Linked DNA regions of Solanum lycopersicum: region 2 is linked to region 1. Evidence: chromatin contacts called from public promoter capture Hi-C data. All regions are on one chromosome and are shown on one strand. Each heading gives the region's core, a stretch centred on a gene start, on an enhancer-like site or on the middle of the called end of the contact. The rest is flanking DNA. Distances are from core to core; before and after follow the strand shown.

Evidence for each region. Promoter capture Hi-C pulls out the DNA fragments that hold promoters and counts their contacts.
Region 2: a contact with region 1 is called in a promoter capture Hi-C map of leaf, with 6 times the contacts expected there. The contact joins the promoter of NXD1 here to the promoter of LOC109119089 in region 1. A contact is called at or near these places in 1 of 1 promoter capture datasets (leaf), 3 of 8 Hi-C or Micro-C datasets (all in leaf) and 1 of 1 datasets of contacts at active chromatin or transcription factors (leaf).

Annotation. Positions count from the first base shown.
Region 1 is chr12:57,277,085-57,283,916 of SLM_r2.1, forward strand. It overlaps LOC109119089, which reads left to right and starts at 5,319. Exons shown (of 4, transcript XM_019211408.1): 1 at 5,319-5,361. The coding sequence starts at 5,319. LOC101247700 (geranylgeranyl transferase type-2 subunit beta 1) reads right to left here and starts at 5,446. Exons shown (of 11, transcript XM_010315926.4): 1 at 5,207-5,446; 2 at 4,543-4,617.
Region 2 is chr12:57,458,252-57,465,258 of SLM_r2.1, forward strand. NXD1 (Protein NEOXANTHIN-DEFICIENT 1) reads left to right here and starts at 2,701. Exons shown (of 10, transcript NM_001329094.1): 1 at 2,701-2,930; 2 at 3,010-3,093; 3 at 3,160-3,223; 4 at 3,411-3,457; 5 at 4,527-4,581; 6 at 4,814-4,852; 7 at 5,192-5,357; 8 at 5,661-5,724; 9 at 5,809-5,865; 10 at 6,030-6,456. The coding sequence starts at 2,863. The coding sequence ends at 6,273. LOC101263499 (non-structural maintenance of chromosomes element 4 homolog A-like) reads right to left here. Exons shown (of 7, transcript XM_004252417.5): 7 at 6,495-6,944. The coding sequence ends at 6,642.

The DNA.
Region 1 (6,832 bases), core at 4,069-6,568:
TATCCAATATATCAGCCACAAAATAGTAGCAAAGACATTTTTACCATGTTCCTTTTTTCCACGTTATTTCACTTCAGCTAAGGGTTCCTAAATCTATCAAACCTAATCATATCAATACAGAGAACTTGAATGGCAAATTATAGAGAGATAAAATTGGTACATTGCTATGGGAATGTCATCGAACTTGATTAGTTAAAACGCTCCAGTATAGCTAGAATAAAAGTAATACCATATCAGCATGCTGTGCAATCGCACTCCCGGCAAACCATTTTACAAATCTTATACATAGTCATGAAATATCAATACTCCGAAGATCAAATAACAATATTCTTCAAGAGCAACATGCATCTTAATCCTCTCTTTTGCTGGATCGGATCGAATAATTTACTGCTAACTACAACCTGAAGGACCTGGCAATGGGCGAATGCATTATGAGCAAGGCCTGATACCTGTATTTGATGTTTTGGATGCATGGTTAAGTTTAATGCAAAATAGGGAGGCAAGAGCTCAAATCAGAAGACATGTTTGGAGGCATCTTCGACTTTGTAGCTATTGAGTTTGAGAGCTTGGTGATAGTTACTCTCTTGGTATCATGGGTAATGAAAGTGGACAGAGAGGGATTCATGTTTCAGCTCTTGAACTTTTCATTAAAATAATAGCTCAAATGAAGGCATATTCAGGAATGCATTAGTTAGATTTGGTTTGTAGTAACAAGCTGTTTATGGAGCCACTATACAATACTTGACAATTTTTGTGGCTAGGGATCTCTTGATAAAGGACCTCTGATAGAGGAACACATCTTTTAAAAAGTTTACTAATTAGTTATACTGGAGCTTCTTATCTAATCAAGTTCAATGACGTTTCTATAGCGGTGTACTAGTTTTTATTTCTCGATGATTTCCCATTCAAGTTTTATGCATTGATATGGTTAAGTAACCTCTACTTAAGTGAAATAATTCTGAAAATAAGAATATGGAAATAATGTCTTTGCTATTATTTTGTGGCTGATATATTGGATGTCTTTTCATGATTTTCAGTTGGTTTTCAATAGTTTTTTTTTCCGTAATTTTCAAATGTTTATTTTAGGTTTATGACCAAACATGACATATTACGAAGTCTAGTGCACAACCTTAGTTAATTTGGACCATTCTTGTATATTTATTCCAAAGCTACATAATATATAGATTGAAGCATGTGTGGATAGTGTAGGGACAATATATTTTGTTTTCCCCTATCTTTTGGTGTTTCCTTTAGAAACAAGTGATAACTAAACTTAGTAATTAGTTGGTCCTCAAACGGTGCCTCACACACTCTTTAGTGAAAAGGTCCAAAATCTTGAACTTCACAGGGTATTGTACAAGCTTTTAGAAACTAAAGAAATGTTACAATATATAGCATTTTAGAATTCCATCCTAGGAGACATTTGCACGCCTTATATTTATTTGGTTGTAACTCTTTAAAGCCATTTGGATGAGTCAAATATTCTTCTAGTCTTAATTTAGCTGCACAACATATTTTAAAACTAACTTTAATATGCAAGGGAAAAAGGTCTTAACATTCTTCATTGGGAGCTTCTTCTATATTTTCCCCAAATTCAAAATCAGAATGCATCCCAAAAGCATCATCAACCATATCTAACATTCTAGCACCTTGGACATAATTATGCTCTTTAGATCTACTACTTTCACCGACAACAAAATTATTAAACATAGTGTCACTTTCAACCTCACCATGACTAGTCCAAACTGTATACCTTGGTTTGAAACCATTCATCAAGATGCATAGCAACATTCTCTGTAGTATGATATCTCAAATTTCACAAACACCTAATCAATCTTGAAGTTAAAATATCATCAAGTGTCTTTGCATGATATATAAAACTAGTGACCTTCTGCAAATTCTGGAATCATACCCGTTCGACCAGGATTATTTTTATCATACATCCAACTACAATCGGGTTCCATTTACACAAACCATAATGATAATTTAGTTCCAATAACTAAACAACATTAACTCTAACTAGTTTTGAATTATTTTCGCCAACTAAACCAAATTATTTCAAATAATGAGTAAAACTAGCTAGGGGTTAATTAAACTTTATTTGAACTTATTTCAACAACTAAACAACATTAACTCTAACTAGTTTGAATTGATTCCAACTAAACCCACCAACTAAACCACATTATTTATTTGAACTTATTCAACAACTAAACAATATTAACTCTAACTAGTTTTGAATTAAATCCACCAATTAAACTACACTATTTATTTGAACTTATTTCAGCAACTAAACAACTTTAACTCTAACTAGTTTTAAATTAATTTCAACAACTAAATTCACCAACTAAATCACATTACTTATTTGAATTTATTTTAAACAACTACACAATATTAACTAATACTAGTTTTGAATTAATTCCACCAACTAAATGCACCAACTAAACTATATTATTTATTTGAACTTATTTAAACAAGTAAACAACTTTAACTCTAACTAGTCTTGACTTAATTTCAACAACTAAACCACATTATTTATTTGAACTTGTTTTAACAACAAAACAATATTTACTCAACTTTGGAATTAATTCCACCAACTAAACCACATTATTTTTTAACTTATTTAAACAACTAAACAACTTTAATTCTAACTAATTTAATTCCAAAAACAAAATTCATCAACTAAACCACATTATTTGTTTGAACTTATTTCAACAACTAAACAATTTTTTAACTCTTAACAAATTTTGACTTAATTCCAACAACTGAATCCACCAACTAAACCACAATATTTTAAAGAGAAAATGGTTTTAAGCCTCCCCAACCTATACCGAAATCCCAACTACACACTCCAACTTTATGAGTGTTCTATCACCCCCTAACATTTTATTTCTCTATTTAGTGCACACCTGAGTGTTGACCAGTACACATAAACCCAATATATTGACTAACGTGATTTACATGCATGGACCCCACTATTACCTTTTCTTTTTCCTTGTAAAGATCGAATGACCTCACCCCTTACCCCAAATTCTTTCTTTTCGCTTTCTCCCTTTTAATCTCCCACACCAAAGTGTTATTACAACATCTAAATAGCATTTTGGTGATGATCCAAGAATTCTCGTGTGTATTTTCTTTGTCCCTTATAAAGAGAATCAAGAATACAAGGGAAAAAATATACTCATAGCAAGGGTAAGACAAAAATCTTTTTTCCGAATTTAATCTCGATCAAAAAGTTTACAAATTCAACAAAATTTCAGCTTTACATCTCACTACAGCACCTGAGCGCATTAGGTCTGATTCATCGATACAAAGCTTATTCAAGTTTTCATTTGTCATTTTCAACAAATTTAGAGGAACTTCAAAATTCAAACTAGAGAACCTAAATAAGAAATTCGAGCATACTACTTCAAGATTTAAAGTAGAAGTGAACATAAACAACTAAAAGCTAGTCATTCTTGAAAGAAAATCGTCAACATATTGAAGAATGAACAAGGATTAATGGTGGGGAAAAGGCACAAAAGTTAATTTAATTTGGGGAAGATGACCATTACCAATTTATTGTCTCTTCTGACGTGAACTGGTTTATTTCTTCTTCTAACACGCCTAGAGAAGGTGTTCTCACCTCCTATAACATGTCAACACTCAGGTGTGCACTAAATAGAGAAATAAAATGCTAGAGGATAGGACACCCATGAAGTTGGAGTGTGTAGTTGAAATTTCAAGTATAGGTTGGAGGGATTTAGACCATTTTCTCTATTTTGAATAACGAGTCAAACTAGCTAGAGGTTAACTAAACTTAATTGAACTTATTTCAACAACTAAACATCATTAAATCTAACTAGTAATTTGAATTAATTCCAACAATTAATCCACCAACTAATAGGTTCAACTAGTGTTGGTACTTATGCTTGATAAACACATTATTCCTAGATTTAAAGCTAAGTGTCAACACTAGATGGACACAAATTGATCTATAAAAAAAAACTCAATTTTGTCATCAATAGGATCAACTAGAATTAGTACTTATGCTTAACAAACACATTATTCCTAAATAAAAGCTTAGTATCAACACTAGATGGACACAAATCGATATTGCAAGAAAATCAATTTTGACGTCAATAGGATCAACTATGTTGGAACTTATACATAACAAACACATTATTCTTAAATTAAAGCTTAGTATCAACACTAAATAACACAAATCGATATTGCAAGAAAATCAATTTTGTCATCAATAGGATCAACTAGTGTTTGTACTTATGCTTAACAAATATATTATTTCAAAATTTAAAGCTAAGTATCAACACTAGATATGCACAATTCAATTTTGCAAGAAAATCAATTTTGTCATCAATAGGATCAGCTAGTGTTGGTACTTATGTTAAACAAACACATTATCACCTAATTTAAAGCTAAGTGTCAACACTCGATGAATACAAACAAATAATTACAAAATTAAAGTTAAGTATTAATACTAGATGGACACAAACACATTATAAGAAACAATTGTACTTGAACTTTAGAACTTTAGAAACACCAAACCTTATATCCTACTTTGATGAAAGAAGCAGTACAGTCCTGTATCAACTTTTTAAAACGTTGAGCTTCCTCAGTAGCCTAGCACGAAAAGAAACAATTTAAAATTTCTTCGGTGGTCATTATAAAGAGATTTCTATCATTATAACATAATGACATTCAAGAAATGGCTCAGACAATTTTAGGATCAGTAAATACCTAAAATTGATCAAACTAAATGGTTCTATACTATTTCTGCAAATTCTCCAATCTTTTGGAAAAGGAAATATAGTAAACAACTTTCTTTAAATCTGTGTAGTTATACTTGCTAAATTTGGTAATCCTAGTTCACTTAAACCTCAAAAGAAATGATCACTTCGCTGATTAAAGAAAATGATATCTTCGCTGATTAAAGAAAATGATCTCTTCACTGATTAAAAAGTAAAATTTAATTTAAGTTGAGTTCAATTTTATCAAATATATTTAACTTGGATTTTGTAGTAATTATCATTTAAGTTAACAAAGTTAAGTCTTTTATCATTTACCTTATAATTCTCATTTTTGTGAATTATTGTAAAAAAAAATATATTATCTCTTCCATTTGTTAAACTCTTACAAGTTATCTACCCTATAGAACAAATATGTGTGTTAAATAAACACTAAAATGAATTTTCGAAAATTTGAAACATACCCAATATTGCTGTTGCAGCCCTCTGCTGCTGCTGGTGCGGCACTGCGACCTCCTACTGCTGCTGCTGGGTTAGGCGCCGATCTGGGATAGGTGGGGTGGGCGCTGGTCGGGGATGGGTGGGCGTAAGAGATCGATGGGAGAGCTTTGGAGAAGAGGTGTGACTTAAAAGGCCTTTTTTTTTTTTTTTTAAGAGAAAAGAGAGACTAATTCTTCCCAAACTAATTGTTATTCCCTCAATCCAAATTGTTTGTCATATTACATTTATTAAAAATCAAATTGACTAATTTTCAAAGATAAGGTAGATTACATTAATTTGATATTTTAAATAAAAAATCAGATATTCTAAAATTATATAGAAAATACTATAAATTATAATTTTTTACATATTTATATGATGAAAAAATACATTATAAAACATGAATCAAAGTTTTTATAATTTAACTCTAAAAATAGAAACTATGACAAACAATATCGAACGGAGTTTTATGTATTACCAAAAAATGGATATTTAAATAATTAAAATTAATTCATGCAATAGATTTTATAATAAATTATTATTTTATTTTAAATAATTTCGAAGCCGTTTTTGAAATTAAATGAAAAAAAAAAGAAGGAAAAACTTGTTCTGAAAATATGTTGTTTTAACGTCTGTCTTTTTATTTTTTTTAAAGATAATTTTAATTAAATTTCACAATCTTCTTATTTATAGCAAAACAAATACTACTAAAAATAATAACAATAATAATCTATATATAATAGTAATATATTTTATAATAAATTCTGATAAATTGCACATTAACAAATATTATTAATATGTTTTTTTCCAATGCACATTGACGCTCCCTTTTAGTTATAATAATAACAATAATAATAACAACAATAGTAAAATTATTATTATTATTATTATTATTATTATTATTATTATTATTATTATTATTATTACATTTATATTTTTCACTTTTTTAAATATTATTAAAATTCATACCATTTTTACGGATAATGGTAAAGAAACTTGCAAACAGTAATTTTTTTTTATAGTTTTTACTTTCAGCAAATAATGTATCACAATATTTTTTGAACTATACTATATATTTTTAAAAGGAGTGGAGGAATACACATATATACAGATTCATTTTTAAAAGTCAAGCAACAAATCAAAAGTTCACTCCTCCGGTGGGACATCCATTATGATTTGTGCGAATATATGTTGTTTTTCTCTTTTGGTGGAAATTGCATTATATTTGGGGGAATTGAAATTCAATACAATACTTAAAAAGTTAATACCACTTTGATAATATATGTGTTTATTTTACAAATGTACACGCCTTCTGACAAAATATTCTTACTAAACATAAACTCTTCAATAATAAGCAATGGAATTCTAAAATCGGAGTTATATCACGACTGATTTGCAATTTTTTTAAAATCTTATTATGTGAACACTATTTTTTCAATGATTATAATTTTTGTTAAACATCAAATATTTTTCAGTGATAAATTCAAATATGTAGTAACAATCTTTTGTTGCAATTGATAAATAGAAATAATATATTTAGAAATGGTTAACACTAAAATAATATATTTAGAAATGGTTACAAAAAATAATACAAAACAAAATAAAAAATA
Region 2 (7,007 bases), core at 1,451-3,950, 180 kb after region 1:
TCCATAATATATAAGTATAGAAAGCTTCCTCGTTCCTTTATCCTTGATCATTTACAAGTATATAATGATTTGTCTCGATTGTTATGAGTACGTCAATAGTGAAAGAAATTGTTACAAAAAATTTTAGGTTGTAACTTAAAATTGTTAGATTAGGCTAATCTTAGATGAAATCTGAAAGATGTGAGGTTTTAGACAATTCGGAAATGATTTGGGCAATATGTCTAGGTTTGAATTATATTTTCTAGTAGCTGAGACATTAAGAAACCGATAGGGCCTTTTATAATCGAATTCGGGTGAGTAAAACTCCCGAAATCGAACTTGGCATGAAAGGGTTAGTGTAGAACATCAAAGATCAAATGTATATCTCAAAATGGAGGCTTTTGGGGAGGTTTAGGAGTCTCTCAATCTGTGCTAGTCACTATGGCGACTGGCACACCGCTATAGCAGGACGTCTGTGCATCCGCTATAGCGGTTGTGCTGTATTATGTCGTGATTATTGGTATATGTGTTGTCCTGTATAACTAATCTGTGGAAACTTATTTTTTCTTTCATGTTTAGATTTATATTCGTATGATTTTACTAGTACATAGTTATTGTGCACTGATATTGCACTTGCTTTGTCATATTTAGGCAGTTGATACAAGACCTCAATTGAGAGATGTTTGACCTTCAAATCCAAGGGTAAGCTGCTCTTTTAGACGACCATGGATTCTTCTATACTTTTCCCCCCTCTTTTTGGGCAACCAATTTTTTAGACCGTTAGGTTAATGTTTTCTAGTTTCGAGGTCGCATCCCACTCTTTACTATTTAGAATTCTAGTAATGACTTTCAAATCCCTAGAGGTTGAATTCGGCAATCATTAGGATGATTTTTGAAGTTTATGGGAACTCAATTTTTATTTGCTTTCAAGTGTTTCCTTAGTACTTATACTATAGTAAATTGCTCTATTTAAGGGTTGTTGGGTTAGGAAAATAGTTTTCCTAGTGGAAGGTTAGTGTTGGTGTTACTTATGACGGATCAGGATCATGACAAGTCCAAAGTTCACCTTTAACTATTTGGGCAAAATCATAATCTATATCATCAACTATGCCATCTTTTATTATCCTCTTAAATTATTTTATAACGAAATAAATACACATACATGATAATGTGGCATAAAGAGTGAGCACACTCTCTTGAAGGCAAGTGAATTACGAAAAAATTAGTGTCTCTTTTTCAATTTACAATTAGTTAGTACACATAATTATTGACATTAAAAACTTGTATATATTTAATTATTTTCATTTCTTTCTAGGTAAAATATTCATTTTTAACTTCTTTTTCTCTTTCATTAATTTCTTATTTTTCGTATTTAATTAGTTTTAGAAAAATTACTTGTACTTTTTTAAAAGAATATACAATAATGCTTTTTTTTAAAAAAATGTGTCCTTTTAATTTTAATGTTTAATTTTTTTTGTGTGTTATTTGATTTTATTCATGTATATTAATATTCTTATAAAACTAACTTATTTTAAGTACAATACATTTGAAATCAAAACTAAAGAAAAGACGAAGAAAATAAAATAAACAAATAAGTCAATAGATTAAAAAGAGGGAAAAAATGAAAAGAAAAGAAAAACTTTAATTCAAGATAAATAAAATAAAAAGTATTTTTAAAAAATTAAAATATTACACATGTGATAGTGCATGATATACAAACGCAACCAACTTACTTGATTGAAAGTGTCATATCAGCACAAAAAGTGTATTATAATACGAAAAAATGGAGTTTGAGGTGTGAGTGGGAAGGAGGGGGGGGGGAGGGGTAATATGACTGTAATTATATTAAAGTATGCTGCTATATATTCAGGCCAGGCCATTGTTGAATGAGGTACTTATGTCTCATCCCTTTCTTTTTGGCCTCTGCTTTAAATTTTTTCATAACTTGATACACTATTAATTACCTTAGCGTGTCAAGCCCTGTTGGTTTAACATAACATATAACTTTATCATAAGTATGACCCATCAATGAATCTACTACATCATTTTTTGCCACAGACTTGTTGTCCGCATCTAGTAATTTGTAGAAGCTTTCTAGCAATATTTCATTTGGTAGCTTGTAATTCGGACGTTAATCTATTTTCTTTGTAAATCTGAGTCGAACCTCCTATAATGCTTCATCCGCCAATTATATGAAGTTAATTATATCATTTCTAAGATGAATATGTCAGCTCGTAGGAAACACTCAAGACGAAAATATTATGAACATTTTAATCAAATCAAATAGTAGAAAAAGATTTATCTATAATAAGATGTTATGAATAGTAAAAAAAACTCAATTTATTACGAAATGTTATGAGTAGTAAAAAAAGTTCAACTTGCTATAACATGTTTTACTTAAAAGATGATAGAAATTTGAGAATTTTACTATTTATTTAATTAATTATTTTTTTATTTTAATTTAATATAAAAATAAAATAATAATTTAACTTTATATTTGTAGCTTTTCACTTTTCGTATAATACTTCCTCCATTTCATATTTTACGACACCCTTTCTTTTTAGCACATCTCAATAGTATGTCACCTAATTATTATACTTTAATTTTACACAAATATCTTTAAGAATTTATTTAGATCATAACTTTTTAAAAAATTAAAAGGAGGGAGTATAATGTGTGTATATATATAGTATATAGTACTTGCTAATAGATACTACTTTCATATTTTTGGGCCCAACATTGGTGGCCAAGAAAAAGGATTCACCTGCCTTACCTCATCTTCTTCTTAATAACTTCAAGTATTAGAGCTCTTCTTTTTCTTTGCTTTCTTCATCCTAATTGCAAAGGGGCATATGCTATTATATAATTGGTATTTTGGAGTTCATGGAAGTGAAAGACACAAATTGTACTTCATTGGGTTATGGAAAACCTCCATGGATTTTTAAAGGCAGGCAAGTGGTGTATCCATTTATCTTTACAATTGATCTAAGTCTTGTGGATTTTAATCAGCCAATAATTTTAATGTTGCAGTGCTTTATACCAACTTCATCTTGTCAAAGCAGAGAACGCTAGAGCTTTCATTCCTAAAGAGTGCAAACTAGTTGAGGCATTTGGGTATGCATTTGTAGGTTTTGTTTGGAAACACAATTAGTGTTTTAATTTGTACTAGTTTACTTGCAGATATACTCTTGGTGGGTTTTTTCTTGCTAGCTATGATGATAGTCCTGCTGGAATTTTCGATGAGGTTTCGTGTTGTGTATTATAGTTTTGTTTAGTAGACCAAGTGATTTGTTTGGTATTATTTTAAGTTGAATTATTTCATTCTATATTGTAAGGCTGCCTGCTTTAATTTGTACAGGATTGTGATAGATTTGATTAAAGAATTCTGTTTTTTACTTTAGTTAAGTATTATTCTAATGCAAGTTGTTCAGCTTGTGGTGATTGCAGGATTAGTGTGGAATCCACCTACGTCTTGTGCGTAAGTATTTTTACTCTTCCTTTGCTTAGTACTAGTTATATACATTATGAAATAATTTTGGAATTTCTACTTGTTGTGAAAACGGAATATGGCCCCAACAAAATCAACCTGGACTCGTCGTTTAGATTCAGTATGACTTTCTTTAATTATTTGGGGTTCCTTTTATTGCTTGTTTTGCTCGTCCTGAAATTTAAGATCCTTCTCGGGTGTGTTTGGTATGAAGGAAATGTTTTCTTTGAAAACAAGTGGTTTTCTTACTTATTTTTAGTGTTTGCTAAGTAAGGCGAATATATGTTATCTAGCAAAATATTATGGAGGGGGGATGGAATGGGGAGTGGGGTTCGAGAGTGGCGGGGGTGGGATGGTCAAGGGGTGTGGCTGGGGGATTAGGTGGAAGGGGAGGAGAAAATAACTTGGAATGCAACTTGATTTCCTTATTTTCATATAGGAAGTCATTTTCCTCATTCTTAAGGTACCTGTTTTTCTTTGAAAAAATGTTTACCGGACAATTTGACCAACCAAACATTGGAAAATCGAAAAACATTTTTGAGAAAATGTTTTCCTCTATTCCAAACACACAGTTGTGTCTACTTTTTTTTCCTTCTCTGGTGATTTAGAAGGGGTAGTTTCATTGAAGCCCCGCATAGTAACTGGTGATACTACTAATTTAGCTGTCATGAGTAAATTATTGAACAATATGAAGTATATATTTGGGGATAATCCATGTAAACCTTATTGCCAACATTTTATTATCCTATTAAATAATTCAGTTTCCTTCTATCTCAGAAGACAAACTTGAAAATCCATACCTAGGGACAAGATATTATAAAGTATATATTTGTATCATCACCAAGCAGTGGGATGAGATGAATCTCACTACCCTTAATTAACTAGAGTTCTCGTGTTCAAGCCTTGGAAATAAAAGTACTCTTAGTAGGGAGTGCTTTCCCGCTTTCTCGACCTTATGATGTGCTAATCTAGATTAGTTGCGGCAGTTTGTTTCAGATACCAAATGGTTAAACCAAAAACTATGTGTGTATGCTAACAAATATATTTTTGTCAATAATAGATGGGCTGCCAGGGTGCTGGTGGGCAGTGATGAGGCATGCCTTCATGGACGGAAGGTAGGTAGAGATCACTTTCTGATATACATCTGTACTCCCAACCTCAGTGTTAATTAGAATGGCTTCTTTAATCATTTGATTGAAAGAGTAATTTTCCAGCATGAGGGCGTGAAAACCGATAAAGATAGGCACCACTACACGTTCTTACTAGGAATCTAGTTTGCATAACTAATTAAATTTTTGTATATTGCATTATTTTGACATAATCTTAATAATATCTCTTGCGTAACAGGTTGTAGGTCTTCCAAGCCAAGTTGCCAGATTTTCGAAGGTACGTCTGAGTTGGTAAATTGGATCTTCTGTTGTTGAACATTTGAGTTGTAATTTTGTATATCAAGTATCATGCAGTTCAACTCTCCTGGTCAAGCTTTCGCAAAATGCTTTCAAATTACCGTTCTCTTCTTAAATAAACTCTTTTCTGTCATGTTGGCTATGAATTTCCTTTTTCCACATGCTATGTGCATGGCTTTTACTATGCCCTTTCTAAAGGTATACTGAAGGTAACTGAAAATGTAGTTCTAGCCAATATTTATCCAATTACTCGGCTGATGTTTTAAGAAAAGAAGTGTTATATTCTGAGCTACAACTCACTTTGTTGACCTGCATGCAGAAAATTACAGCACTTCCACAGAAACCGGAAAGTAAATCAAGCAGTTTCCTAAGAAGGATTGGCTTGAGGACATCTTCTAACTATAAGAATCACATGGACGTAGAAGTGACTGAAATAAAGAAACAGACAGCAATGAGTATCTGCAACATCAATGTTAATGCCACTGGTAAATAAGATTACACTGCATTATTTCTTGGTAGATTAAATTCATAATATAATTGTTGTTGTTCTGCGACTTCCGTTGTAGCAATAGTTGTGGAGTGTGATTCAGGACATGGTCTAACTAGCCAACTAGGTAGTTCCTTTACTCAATAGAATAAACAATCAGTTCCCCCGTTCTGCATATCCTAACCAAGGGAGGGAGTTTTTGCAAAATCTTGCAGTTTGAGTGTTTGACCATTAGCAGGTTATTTGGAAACTTCATCCCAAATATCATACTTGTTTTTTAAATGTTAATGGGAATTGGCAGCTTCTCAGCAGGATTCTAAGGGATGGATGGGTCCACTTATCAAAATGTCACTACCAAACTTCAGGTAATTGTTTCTATCTTGGTCCTTAGGGTGTTAACCCGTGAAGTGAATTTGCACTTGTAACTAGCAGTCTGCTTTAAATTTCAGTGGACGGACGAAGTACAATTCTGATCTCCTCAAGTACTCTTGCCAGATTGAGTGCAGGTCTGTGCTGCTTAGCCTGATCTATTCATTGTGCTATAAGTCTCTCTGCTAATATTCTGTAGCTCACTTAGCAAGTGGAACTGAAACATCTTCTTGGCCCCTAATTGGCATTAGAACTCGCTGTTAGGGCTAGTGATTTGTGCTTTTTCACTTTGCATATGTAGGGTAAGAGCAGTGCAACCAGCAAAAGTTTCGGGACCATCTGAGTCAGATGCAGACAAGGAAAATTCATCTGAAGATCAGAGCTCAAATGTGGAATCAGTTAGCAGAGTGCCCAGAGGGACCAAGAGAAATTTCAGCATATCTGTGATGCTGTCGAAGCCCATTTTGGCTTTAGAATTCAATCATCTGAAAATGAGAGTTGAAGCTCCTACTACAGTTACCGCATGTTCCCATGACACTACTTGACTAGTCATTTTTTTCTTTTACATGCGCCTTCATAAGATTGTTGGTCTTCTAATATATGTATGTTCATTTATAAAATAAATTACTTTTGTTCATTCAATTGTTGTCACTATCAGAAAACTTGGTCATTTGCACCTTGTACAATGACATACAGAGGCTTATTTTGATCAGTGATCTTGTTGTTGCACTCTATTTGCTATACAAGATAATAAAGCAGAATTGTCTTAAAGCATTAATGATAGAACTTAATATAGTAAATATATGGAAAGTCTCAGAGCCAGTTGCTTTACACATTCAAAAATAGCCTAATTGAAATATACAATCATGTTCACAACCAATGGAGAGTTAAAGGTTTAACTTATAGCTACATCTCATAGCAGCTTCCTCTTCAGGCTGCCACTGCCAATGCTGGCATCACCAATTTCAGGGGAGTTACTATCAACTTCTGAAGCTTTGTATAATACCTTGCCTCGGTTCCTTGACAATTTCTTGACCCAAGTGATTGGTAACATTCGTTGACAATCATCCATCGCAACTGGCTTATTAGCCTCAGTAATGACTGGATTAACCAATATGTCTCTGTTTGGTTCATTAGCTTCAGTAAAGACTGGATTCACCAATATGTTCCTGTTTGGCATCAGCGCTTCTCCTTCTGGCACTGCATTCTTCATCAGCTGTGTGCACAATGATCATTTGGATATTATGTTAGACCAAGAAGCAAAAGTAATATGTGATTA